Regions from separate parts of the Mus musculus genome. Here region 1 is linked to region 2. A link is a contact called in public promoter capture Hi-C data. All regions are on one chromosome and are shown on one strand. Each heading gives the region's core, a stretch centred on a gene start, on an enhancer-like site or on the middle of the called end of the contact. The rest is flanking DNA. Distances are from core to core; before and after follow the strand shown.

The links. Capture Hi-C pulls out chosen DNA fragments and counts their contacts.
Region 1: a contact with region 2 is called in a promoter capture Hi-C map of liver, with 2.9 times the contacts expected there. The contact joins the promoter of 4930597G03Rik here to the promoter of Rnase2b in region 2. A contact is called at or near these places in 2 of 39 promoter capture datasets (embryonic stem cells and hippocampal neurons), 2 of 15 datasets of contacts at CTCF or cohesin (pro-B cells and stem cell-derived epiblast-like cells), 31 of 484 Hi-C or Micro-C datasets (the BV-2 cell line, adipose-derived mesenchymal stem cells, bone marrow-derived dendritic cells and 18 more), 1 of 115 datasets of contacts at active chromatin or transcription factors (bone marrow-derived dendritic cells) and 1 of 9 other capture datasets (liver).

The regions. Positions count from the first base shown.
Region 1 is chr14:51,343,874-51,349,393 of GRCm38.p6, reverse strand. 4930597G03Rik (RIKEN cDNA 4930597G03 gene) reads left to right here and starts at 3,905. Exons shown (of 5, transcript NR_045736.1): 1 at 3,905-4,053; 2 at 4,789-4,975.
Region 2 is chr14:51,157,483-51,163,617 of GRCm38.p6, reverse strand. Rnase2b (ribonuclease, RNase A family, 2B (liver, eosinophil-derived neurotoxin)) reads right to left here and starts at 1,358. Exons shown (of 1, transcript NM_019398.2): 1 at 600-1,358. The coding sequence starts at 1,154. The coding sequence ends at 687.

The sequences.
Region 1 (5,520 bases), core at 2,656-5,155, 180 kb before region 2:
TCCAGCTTTATCACTCTTGGGTATAAACCCAAAATATGCCCCACCATACCAAGGGGCTACACATTCCACTATGTTCATAGAAGCCTTGTTTGTGATACCCAGATGCTGGAGAAAACACAGATGTCCAACAACAGAAGAATGGATATAGAAAATATGGTTCATTTACACAGTGGAATACTACTAAGCTACTAAGCACAAGGACATCCTGAGATTTGCATGTACATGGGTCGAACTACTCAGACTATGAGGTAACACGGACCCAAAAGAACACGTATGCTGAGGGCCAGGGTGACCCTGTGGCAGGACCAGCAGACACAATTAACCTGGATCCCAGAGACCTGTCAGACCCTGAACCACCAACCAGGCAGCATACATCAGCGTTTATGACACAAACACATATACAGCAAAGGACTACCAGGTCGAAGTTCAGTCAGAGAAGATACACCTAACCCTTAAAAGACTGGAGGCCTAAGGGAGGGTAGAGCTAGTGGGGTGACAGTTGTGGATGGCGTGGGAACATCCAGGTAGAGACGGGGTCTGGATGAAGGTATGGGTGGGGAAGAGTCAGATAGTAGACCGTGAAGGGGATTAAATCTGGAGTGTAAGAAGATGATTAAAAAAAATAACGAAATAATTCAATTTTCTCTGCAGAATCCAACTTTTGGAGAGAAGACACCAAGCAATGAACTGTCAGAAAGTTGTTTGAATAGAGTGGAAGCCGAAGACATGATGAAGCATACTAAGTTTACAAGGGATGACATCAATACATTAGTCAGTAATGCTTCATGACAATTTTCTTTTAGGAGGTGTGGGGTTGTGCATACAAGTTGAGGTCAGAGGTTGCTACTGGGTATCTGCCTCCAACACATTAACATTGTAATTTTCAAGAAGAGGTCTCTCACTGATCAGGGACCTCAGCAATTGGCTACACTACCCACTGTACTCAGGGATTTGCCTAGGTGCCCCCCCCACTGCTGTTATTACAGGTGCATGACTCCATGAGAAGCTTTAGATAGGTGTGATAGGACTCTGAACTCAGGCCTCAAGCTTTTGTATAATATTATGTACTGCCATATATTATTACATAGGCTGTTATAGCATCTATTTTGTGCTCATTGCAACATTGTCACAAATGTAAACAATGCATTTTATAGAATTCTCTCTGTTCATCATCTCCTGTCACACCGCATAAACAATATCCAGCATTTTGCTGCAGGCAAGAAACACACCTCAGTGTCAAACCAATACATTCCTTCAGAGTAAAGTGCTGCAAAAAACTTTTGCAAGCAAATGGTCTAAAAGAACCAAGTTGAAGAAGACATTCTAAAGTTCAAGAAGTAGACTTTCAACCAAAAGTTATCAAAAGAGATGAGAAAGGACACTTCATACTCATCATCCGAAAGGAAGCCTCAATTCTGAACTCCTATGCTTAAGTGCAACGGCACCCAGATTTGTAAAAGATACATTGCTAAATCTCAAAACACAGGTTGAACCACACATAATAATGGCATTTTTCAACTCTCTACACTCACCAGTGAACATGTGACCCAAACAGCAATTAAAGACAGACACGGTGTAAGTAAAAGAAATTGTGAACCAATTGAATTTAGCAGATATCCACAGAACATTTCACTCCCAATTTTAAAAAGGATAGATTCTTATAAAAACACTGTGGAACAGTCTATAAAACTGACTATATAATCAGACCCAAAGTAATCCTTAACAGATAAAAGAAGATTGAGAGAATAGCATGTATTTTATCATATCACCAGGAACTAAGACTGGTCTTCAATAACAACAAGAACAACACAAAGCCCACATATTCATGGAAACAGAAAAACTATCTACTCAGTGATAACTTGGTCAGGAAAGAAAGACTTTCTATGATTCAATGAAAACAAAGAAGCAGCATACTCCATCATTTGGGACACAAGGAAAGCAGTGTTATCAGGAAAATTGTCAGCACTGAGTGCCTTGGGGAACTGGGGGTAGCAACCAGAAAGTACCAGATGACAAGAAAGCAAAAGCTTACCAGTACCTCCACCGGAATGACATTAGCTGAAATACCACACAAACTGAAGGAAAAACCTGTTGAGACAATATCCAGAGGTTAGGCATGGTTCCCCAGTTGAGGGAAAGGGCTAACCACCCATCTCTAAAATTGTAACCCAGAATTGCTCCTGTCTAAAGAAAGACAGAGACAAAGAATGAAGCAGAGACTGAAGGAAAGGCCATAAAGAGACTACCCAACTTGGGCATCCATCTAACATGCCGTCACCAAAGACAGTCACTATTGTAGATGCCAAGAACTGCTTGCTGAGAGGAGATAGAGTGATACAGCTGTCTCCTGAGATGCTCTGCCAGATCTTGAACAATACAGATGCCGATGCTCACAATCAACCATCAGACTGAGCACAGGGACTCCCAATGGAGGAGTTAGGGGAAGAACGGAAATAGCTGAAGAGGCTTCATCTGGCATCAGTGGGAGGGGAGGCACTTCATATTATGGAGGCTTGATGCCCCAATGTAGAGGAATACAATGGTAGTGAGGCGGGAGTGGTAGTTGGGTGGGAGAACACCCTCATAGAAGCATGATAAGGGGAATGGCATAGGCTGTTTGCAGAGGGGAAACCTGGAAAGGGGATACGATTTGAAAATCAAATAAATAAAATATCCAATTAAAGAAAAAAGAGTAAATTGGTGATAGGAAGAATTTGGGGTCATCTTAATAAGGAGTCAACAGCACCTTAAGAGCACACCTAAAACCTCTAGGATGAAAAGAAGCAAACACATTTAAGAGGAATAAATGGCAGAAAATACTCAAACTCAGGGCTGAAGTCAACCAAATAGAAACAAAAAGCAAGATACAAAGAATCAAAGAAACCTAGAGCTAGTTTTTCTGAGAAAATCAACAAGATAGATAAACCCTTAGCCAAACTAACTAAAGGACACAAAGTACCAAAATTAAGAAGTTCAGAAATGAAAAGGGAGACATAACAAAAGAAACTAAGGAAATTAAAAGCTCAGCTTGTCTGACTAGAAAAGCCTATGCTCAACAAACCTGGAAAATGTAGATGGAATGGATTATATTATTTTATTTTTTAAAAATATTTTTGAATGTATGAGTGCTCTGCTGCATATACACCCACATGCCAGAAGAGGGCATCAGATCCTGATATAGATATTTGTGAGTCCCCAGTATCTGAGTTCCTCTATTGCCAAGTGCAAGGGAGTTTTCATTGCAAAAAATTCAGATTGTAAATCAGAGATTTTGTATAAGCACATGTCTCAATACATTGACACAATATATCCTCTCAAGGTATGTGCACACTAAAAAATATAATACAACATTTGCAACATTAAAGGTACAGAAGAATGAATTTGGCCTCTGGGAAACAGGGCAATCTGGGGAATTGGACTGTATGTTACATGAATGGACCCCAGAAGTAGATGTATATTGGATAACAATCTACCTCATGCAATGATCCTAGAGTATCAGGTCCTACCAAAGATAAGCCACCTATGCTACGGCACTAACAAGCTCTCCCCATCCTAAGCACTTGACTTGTAGTAAAGTAGTGAGAAATCTCTAGCTTTGGAAGGAGAAGGTGCCAACTGGTCTTACCTGGGTCAAAAGAGAGTCCCCCCCCTTTTTTTTAATGTATGAAAACCCCTTGTTCTTGGGAAAAGGGGAACTCAGGTACAGGGGGAATATCTAATTGTACATGCACCTCAGGAACTCGTCTAAATGGGGCAAGCTGGTAAGAACGTGGGCCATAGTAGTTCCCAGTGGTATCATCAGTAGTCACATCCATGGACAATCTCTTGTATCCAGGAGAAGCCTTGAATCTTCTGTGATGTCACCATTGTTGCTTGACACCAACTGCCTGTGGTATATTCCTTCAGAGCCTATTGGGTTCACAAGCAGGCAGGTTATCCATGCTTCTCATGCTATTTCAGAGGGAAAATATAATACACACAGAGTCAAGACTTAGGCAGAAGGAGGCCAGCATTCTGTCATGTTGGGAAATGGGAAGAAAGAAATGTTGATGGGTAAGTCACAATGAGTCCTGGGCAAAGGTTGGGGAGGTACATGGAGGACGTTGGCTTGAGCTGGTCCTTCCAGGAATAGGGCTTATGATTTGAGAAAACAACACTTGCTTTGATGAGAGCTTTTAATTTTATCCTGACTGGAAAATTATACCAGGAATCTCTGTGAGGATAACAAAGTGTTTCTCTCAGGATAGAGTGTTGAAGCACTTCGTCCTGTTAGAATTTCCAGTAGGTTACATGAGGATGTGATGCCAATAACAGAGTGGGATATTCCCATGCTCATGACTCAAGGTCCCAGACACTTTGGAATTGAACACACAAGATGTGGACTGATTCACAGTCTGGGGTTAGTATAGTAATCTGTGAGCTCTCATCATGCCTTTTAAGAAGCATGGACAGGCTAACGGGAGATGTTAGGTGCTGGTGTTTATGGTCACTCTTTATTGTGCTAAGTAGTACGGACTATATTGTCCAATAAGAGCTGACAATGCCCTCCAATTCTTCTTGTAGGGGGGAGCTTATGCATTTCAGATCTAGGGAAATTGCAATAGGGAGGGGGGAGGAAAATGGTTAATGATGGTGGTTGGGAACAGGGATCTACCTGAGGAGCCCAGCTTGAAGATAGCTTTCCTACTCTTTCAGGGATTCTGTGTATCTCTAGATTTTCCAATTGCTCAGACTTCTGTGTGGACTAAGCATGGTTTCACTTTCCCTGTACTATATTATCTCTACAAGTTTACCAGTGTTTATCAACCTACATGGTCTGTTGGAAAGACATCACCCCAACCCTCCACCACCAGTAAGCAGGAGCAGAGAATGAAGAGGATGAAGAAGCTCAAAGGGATCTCCAGAAGATCAAAAATGAGAGAGATTAATTCCAGGGAACCCTGGCCAATTACACTAACAAGGATTTGAACAACAGGTAGTCATTATGCCCAGTTCTTTGCTGACTATCTTGGGCCATCCCTGTTAAGCCCAGATTCCCTCATACCACAGGTGGCTACAACTCCAGGCTGTCTGAATATCCAAATTAATTTTGCTGATTGGATTTTCAACACAGAACTTCAAGTTCTGATAGTAGTGATATGTGACTCAGACACTTTTGATTCCTCCAAAAGTAAACCAGAGCCTGTGGTATGAAAGACAGTCTGCGGATAAGGGTAGTAGTGTGTGAATCCTAATCCTGCATTGAAAGAATCCTCTACAGGTGTTGGTTTGTGGGAGATGCAAAGTACTCTTTGTTTATGGCCAATCATGTTTGCAATTGTCCTGAAGGTAATTTGGGTTCAATTGATCCTGTCAACAGTTGGAGACACCTGGTTCCACATACTGCCTCTCAGTATGACTGGATTGGCATCAGTTCATCACTGCTTTTATCAAATTGTATCCATTATACTCTCAAATAATTCCATATCAGTGTGTTTATTTGGCATTTTGATTATCTTTGATTATGTGGTGTGTGTGTGT
Region 2 (6,135 bases), core at 109-2,608:
AGTGGTTTAGGAAGTAGATCGGGCTGTGATTTGAGAAGGAACTAGAATATTGCAATATTTATGAGAAGGTTAGCTAGAGCGGAACTCCCTAATTAGAACTATGGCTTGGGCATGAAAGCACTTGCCCCGGGAGTGTAAAGACCTCACACCTGGCTTCTAAGAATATAGCTGACCTTAGATAGAGCTGACTTTGTCTCAGTTGTTTTATTGCCCACTTCCTGCCAGTCTTTATGTTTGCATTTCCCTGTTTTGTGTAAGAGTCATTAAGCATCCGGTAACCTCATTGTTCCTTGCCAATGTGTCACCTAACTGCCCTATTTTCTTCTGCGTTAAAAGTTTGATGCTCAATTTGACAAATTACATTCAGATACCGCCTCCCTTGTGTTTGTATTTGTTTGCTATCCATGCCAACTCCTTGTCTGCCTGTAACCAGAACCCGAGTTTCGCCTGTGGATCGAGGACCCAAGTGAGGTCCGTCTGCGGCACACAGAGATACTACAGATCGAGATGAGTATACAAAGGTATTTATTGACTAGAAAAGGTCTTTTCAGCTAAAGTAAAGGAAGCCAGGGATAGGTTTCATGAGGACAGGTGCTGATATGCAGCGCAGACAGAGGAATTCGTTCTTCACTACTATGATCTCGGCAGTAGCAGATGAGGGAAGGTACAAAGTGCTGGCACTGGAGCTAAAATAGCCGATCCAAGTGAACCGGAACTACTGGATAGGTGGGACGGTCCTTTGGAGTTCTGGGGTTACAGGCAACTGTGTAGGACTTCTTTGCTCCTGTTGTTTTGTATCTGCAGTGGGTATAATTCCTTGCCCGTTTTGTGAGTTTACAGATAGTTACAGATACCTTAGATGAACTATCATGACAATTTGGACTTGTCCCGTCTTTGCAAGTCTTGGGTGGATTGTGACACACACGGACAACATCAGCAAAAGTTGTATGAAGAAAAGTATTCAAGTCCTTACATTTTCCTGTATACTTGTTAACGACCCGCATTGCATCATCACATTTGGGAGAGGATTTCTTATAGATATGCTGGATGTCAAACTTCTGGGAAGGGGTTGGTCGCTGGCATGAGACAAGCGTTAGGACAAGTCCCAGCAGCAGCAGGAGACAAAGTCTGGATTCAAGCAGCTTCAGACCCATGTTTCCTGTGAGGACAGAAGAGAAGTGACTACTTCCACCCTACCTCAGTTTTCCATATCTCTTCCTGAAGGCCCTCTGCTGTCACTGTGGGTCCACGGTGGGACTTCTCCTGGACACTGTCCCATCACTGCCCCTCCTGTCCCAGGCCCAGACAGTCAGTGTCTTACCCAGTCTGCTTTGTGGCTCCCGTGGAACTGAGCGCTGGTTGTCCTGGAAATCAGGGATAATGGGTGAGCTCCACTTGGGTCCATAGATATACAGCAGGCTCTGTGGGTGGAGTTGGTGCAGAACCCACACATTGGTACATTGCCTGCTTGTGCAACCAGCCTTCTGTTTCTTCACTTGGCCAAGTCATGGTGCTTCTGGCTCCATTGTAAGGAATAAATTCCAAGTCCTCTTGTGCAGGGCAGTTTGAAGTCTGAATCTGAACTCTACATAGAAATCCTTTTGATTGGCTGCACACTTCATAACTGTTTTCAGTAATGGACAGACCAAGTTTTCTATTAGCCTGGGTACACAGTTAGAAATAAAAAGCTTTGGAAAGCCAGAATCATAAGAGACATTTTCATTTCTGTCTTTCATTTTTAAACTTATATGATGTTGGGGTGTGCAGAGATAGCTCAGTGGTTAAGAGCACCTGATGCTCTCCCAGAGCACCCAAGATTGGTTTCAGCACAGATGCTGGGTTGCTTACAACTGCCTGTAACTTTATTCCAGGTCATCTTATGTCTTCTAATAGCATCAGTTGGCATGTTCATACACATGTGCACAGACACACAGAGACACATAAGTAAAAATAATCCTTAGGGATCGGTGAGATGTCAGTGATTATGAGAACCTCCCCTCTTCCAGATTCCTTCCCTTCCAGAGCACCCCAGTTTGTCACCCGGAGGCCACAACTGCAGATAACTTCAGGTCCACAGAATCTGACACCTGTATAGTTTTTGTTAGTACCTGTACATGCATGGCACATATCAGTCCAGATACATGTGAAATTAAAAAATAAACTATAAAAATTGCATTTAGAAACAATAAGAAAACACTGTACTCCTATTGCACAGTATCTTTCTTATTGGTTCCTGTAAAAGATTCCTTTGTACATTTCCATCTACCCTCATTTGCTCCAGACTTAGTACTAATGAACTATTTTACACCATGGATGCTCAGGAGAGCACTATTTTATCTAAGATGCCAGAGTTACTATTAGCCAATGTTAAAACAGATATATTAATGTAATGGAAATTTTATTTGTTTTTCTTTGTGCTGGGGTTTGAACCTGGAACCTTGTGCACCCTGTCCCTGAGCTATATTTGCAGCATCAAATACTTTAAGAGATTTGGCTTCAACAGATTAAATACCTCTCTAAGGTTTTTTGTTTGTTTGTTTTGTTTTTTTGGTTTTGTTTTTTGTTTTTTGTTTTTGTTATCCAAATCTCCCTTGCATTCCAATCCACTCACATATCCCCAGAACTGCTCCCAATTCTGCAGTGAAGTAAAGTCAGGGTAACATCTTGGTAGTAAGTCCTTGAGTTTTTTCTTTCCAAAACTTGATGAATATCATAGGGCATTGTCTCAAGAAATACTTCCTCACTTGACCTATAAGCCACAGTGAGAATTTTGCTGTCCCAATTGATAGGTGTCTATTTGCAGAATCCATTGTTGAGAGATTGTATCCAAAACTTGGAATTTCTCCAACCCTGGAATCCTCTTGCAATGACTACTCTTGACCTACCTACTGACTGAAAGATGCCCAATGCCAACACAGTATTTGACATATCTCTGCCCAGTGCTCGGGCTGTCTATGGAAATGACAGTGCACAGCTCTTATAAAATTGTCACAGTAACCCATCTTTTAGGGACTGATCTTTTGGAGGTGCTAAGGAGTGTTGAGTAGGGTGTCACTCTGGGGCCTGGGTTTGGTTTGAACTTGTTTAGAAACCCAGATTGGATTCAATTTTTCTATCCTTCTGACTAGGCTGGAAGTTCTAGGGTCCCAGGCTTTCACTTCCAGATCTAGCTTATGAGCCAGGTTGTAAGCAGCCTGTGCTGCTGTGAGTGGATGCTCAGCTTTAGGAAGTAAGACTCAATAAGGATAAGCTAGGATGCCGTGGCCTTGCCCTTGAAGGATGTTTTGGGTCCCTGTGCCCTTTCCTGTCCTCCTTTCTTCTGCCACGACCTTGAACAGTTTTGCTTTAATACACATGTCCCACCATGGGCTTTTCTGTGCCACAGACCCCCAAACATGAAAGCCACCTGACAGGATATCTTTGACACTAGAATCAAACGAATCACTGTTTCTTTCAAACCATCTGTCTCAGGTATTAATCAAGTATTGGAAAGCTGATTTGTAGCAGGATACAAGTTAATTTAACTCTGATTTATAAAGCTCAAGGTATATTTGGTCCAGGGGCTCTAAAGTTTTCTCTTTTATGTTATATGACCTTCTGTCATCTCTTTGAAAGGCTATTTATTGAAGAAAAGCTGATCTTGATCCTTTTGACCAGGTTTCTGCAAGTACATAGGGACTGCAGAGAGACCTCCCATGCAGACAGGGCTCTGGGTTGGTTGTGTCTGTGAACGGCCCTGCAGCTCCTTTTTGCACTCAGGATTCTGCAGAGTGACTCATGTATGTAACTTCAGGGGGACACAGTGGAGCTCTACCTCCCCTGCCATTCCATATTTCCTGTGCACGATTGGAACCACGTTGTTGCCTTGGTCTGGTACAGCATGTCTTCATTCCTGGAGCCATGATTGGCACCACTGTGTTCTTGAGGTACTCATTGAGGGGTACTTTTCACAGCCCATATACTGGTGGCATATAGAATGGATGGTGTGATACTTTGGTTGGGATTTTATTTGGAATTAAATTGACTCTGTAGGTCAGTGTGAAAAAAGCAATTCCATGTATCTAAGAACTGAACCTTCCATTCATTTCTTCCAGAGCCAGAATTGTTGGAGTCCAGAAGGCCTGCAGTGCCTTTCACAAACAGCAACCTAGATGTGGTCCCCTGACTGAGGGGACACTGCAGGTAGTAGATCTAAATCCTGGGAGGTTGTCCTCCAGAACACAAAAAGGCCACAAAAGGCAGGGAAGTATAGAAGGAAATCTCAGAGAAGGAGGCAGAGATACTGTTTGCTCAAGCTCTGCTTGCAGTGATTGTCTAGTAACTAGCTAGACCGTGTATCAACAGCAGTGGGTAAATAAAAGTTGTTCTTTCATGAGGAGCCATCAGAGTTCTGTCTCTCACTATCATTACCCACTTCCCAGGTCCCTGTGATGCCCACAGTTGTGCCATTGAGGGCTAAAATGATGCATAACCTTGTGCTTCTAGGAATATTCTATCCTAGGCCTCATGATACTCCTCATAAAGTCATCTCACAAGTTTGTTTACTGATAGTGTAACAGGGCCCCAGACCTCAGGAGGCCTCCAGATCTTAGCATAACTGACTGGTGCTGGAGTTTCAAATAGGAAAGGGATAATAAAGGAATATACATGCATAGTCCATAATGTTCCCACTAATAAGGGCATACACACTCATAGTCCATGGAGTTCTATTATACTGAGTGAGGTAATCCAATCACAAAATTACACACATGATGTGTACTCACTGATAAGTGGATATTAGTCCAGAAGCTCAGAATACCCAAGATACAATTCGCAAAACACATGAAACTCAAGAAGAAGGAAGACCAAAGTGTGGATATTTTGATCCTTCTTAGAAGGGAGAACAAAACACCCATGGAAGGAGTTACAGAGACTGAAAAAATAACCATCCAGAGACTGACTCACCTGGGGATCCATCCATATACAACCATCAAACCTAAACATTATTGTGGATGCTAACAAGGGCTTGCTGACAGGACCCTGATATAGCTGTCTCCTGTGAGGTTCTGCCAGTGCCTGACAAATACAGAAGTAGATGCTCACAGCCATCCATTGGAATGAGCATAGGGTCCCCAATGAAGGAGCTAGAGAAAGGACCTAAGGAGCTGAAGGGGTTTGCAGCCCCATAGGAGGAACAACAATATGAACTAGCCAGTACTCCCAGAGCTCCCAGGGACTAAATCACCAACCAAAGAGTACATGTGGTAGGACTCATGGCTCCAGCTGCATATGTAGCAGAAGATGCCTAGTCCGACCCTTGGTCCTGTGAAGGCTCTATGCCCCAGTGTGGGGGAATGCCAGGACCAGGAAGTGGGAGTGAGTATGTTGGTAAGCAGGGGTAGGGGGTAGTGGGTAGGGGGTAGAGGTAGTGTGTTTTTCAAAGGGGAAGCCAGAAACAGGGATAACATTTGAAATGAATATAAAGAAAATTTCCAATTAAAAAAAAGAGGAAAGAAAATAACACCATGAGTGATTTATAAGTGGATATTAGCCACAAATTATAGAATGCCCACACTATAATCTACAAACCCAACAGAAGGTCCAATGGTGGATGCTTGAATCTTTCTCAGAAGAGAAAAAAAAATAGATATTGGAAGTGGATACTATGAAGGAAGGGGAGGGGGCAGATGTAGGGAGAGTAGGGGAAAGAGAAGGGAAGTCAGGAGTCTGGGGTGGAGATAATCTTTAGGACATGCCGGAGACCTGGAATTGGAAGAAGGCCCCAGAGTGTCTATGAGGGCAAGGCTCCTAGCAGTAATGAATATGGATCCTGAAGTGGCCATTTCCTGTAGCCAGGCAGGACTCCCAGTGGAGGGATAAGAAAAGCAACCCACCCACAAAATCTTTAACCCAAAATGCATCCACCTACAATATGTATAGGGACAAAGATAGAGCAGAGACAGAGGAATGACCAAGCAATGACTGCCCCAAACTGAGACCCATCCCATGGGCAAGAACCAATCCCTGACACTATTAATGATATTTTGTTGTTTGCAGACAGGAGCCTGGCATAACTGTCCTCTGAGTGGCTCCACCTAGCAGCCAATGGAAAGAGATGCAAAGACCCACAGCCAAACATTAGATGGGAGTCAGGTA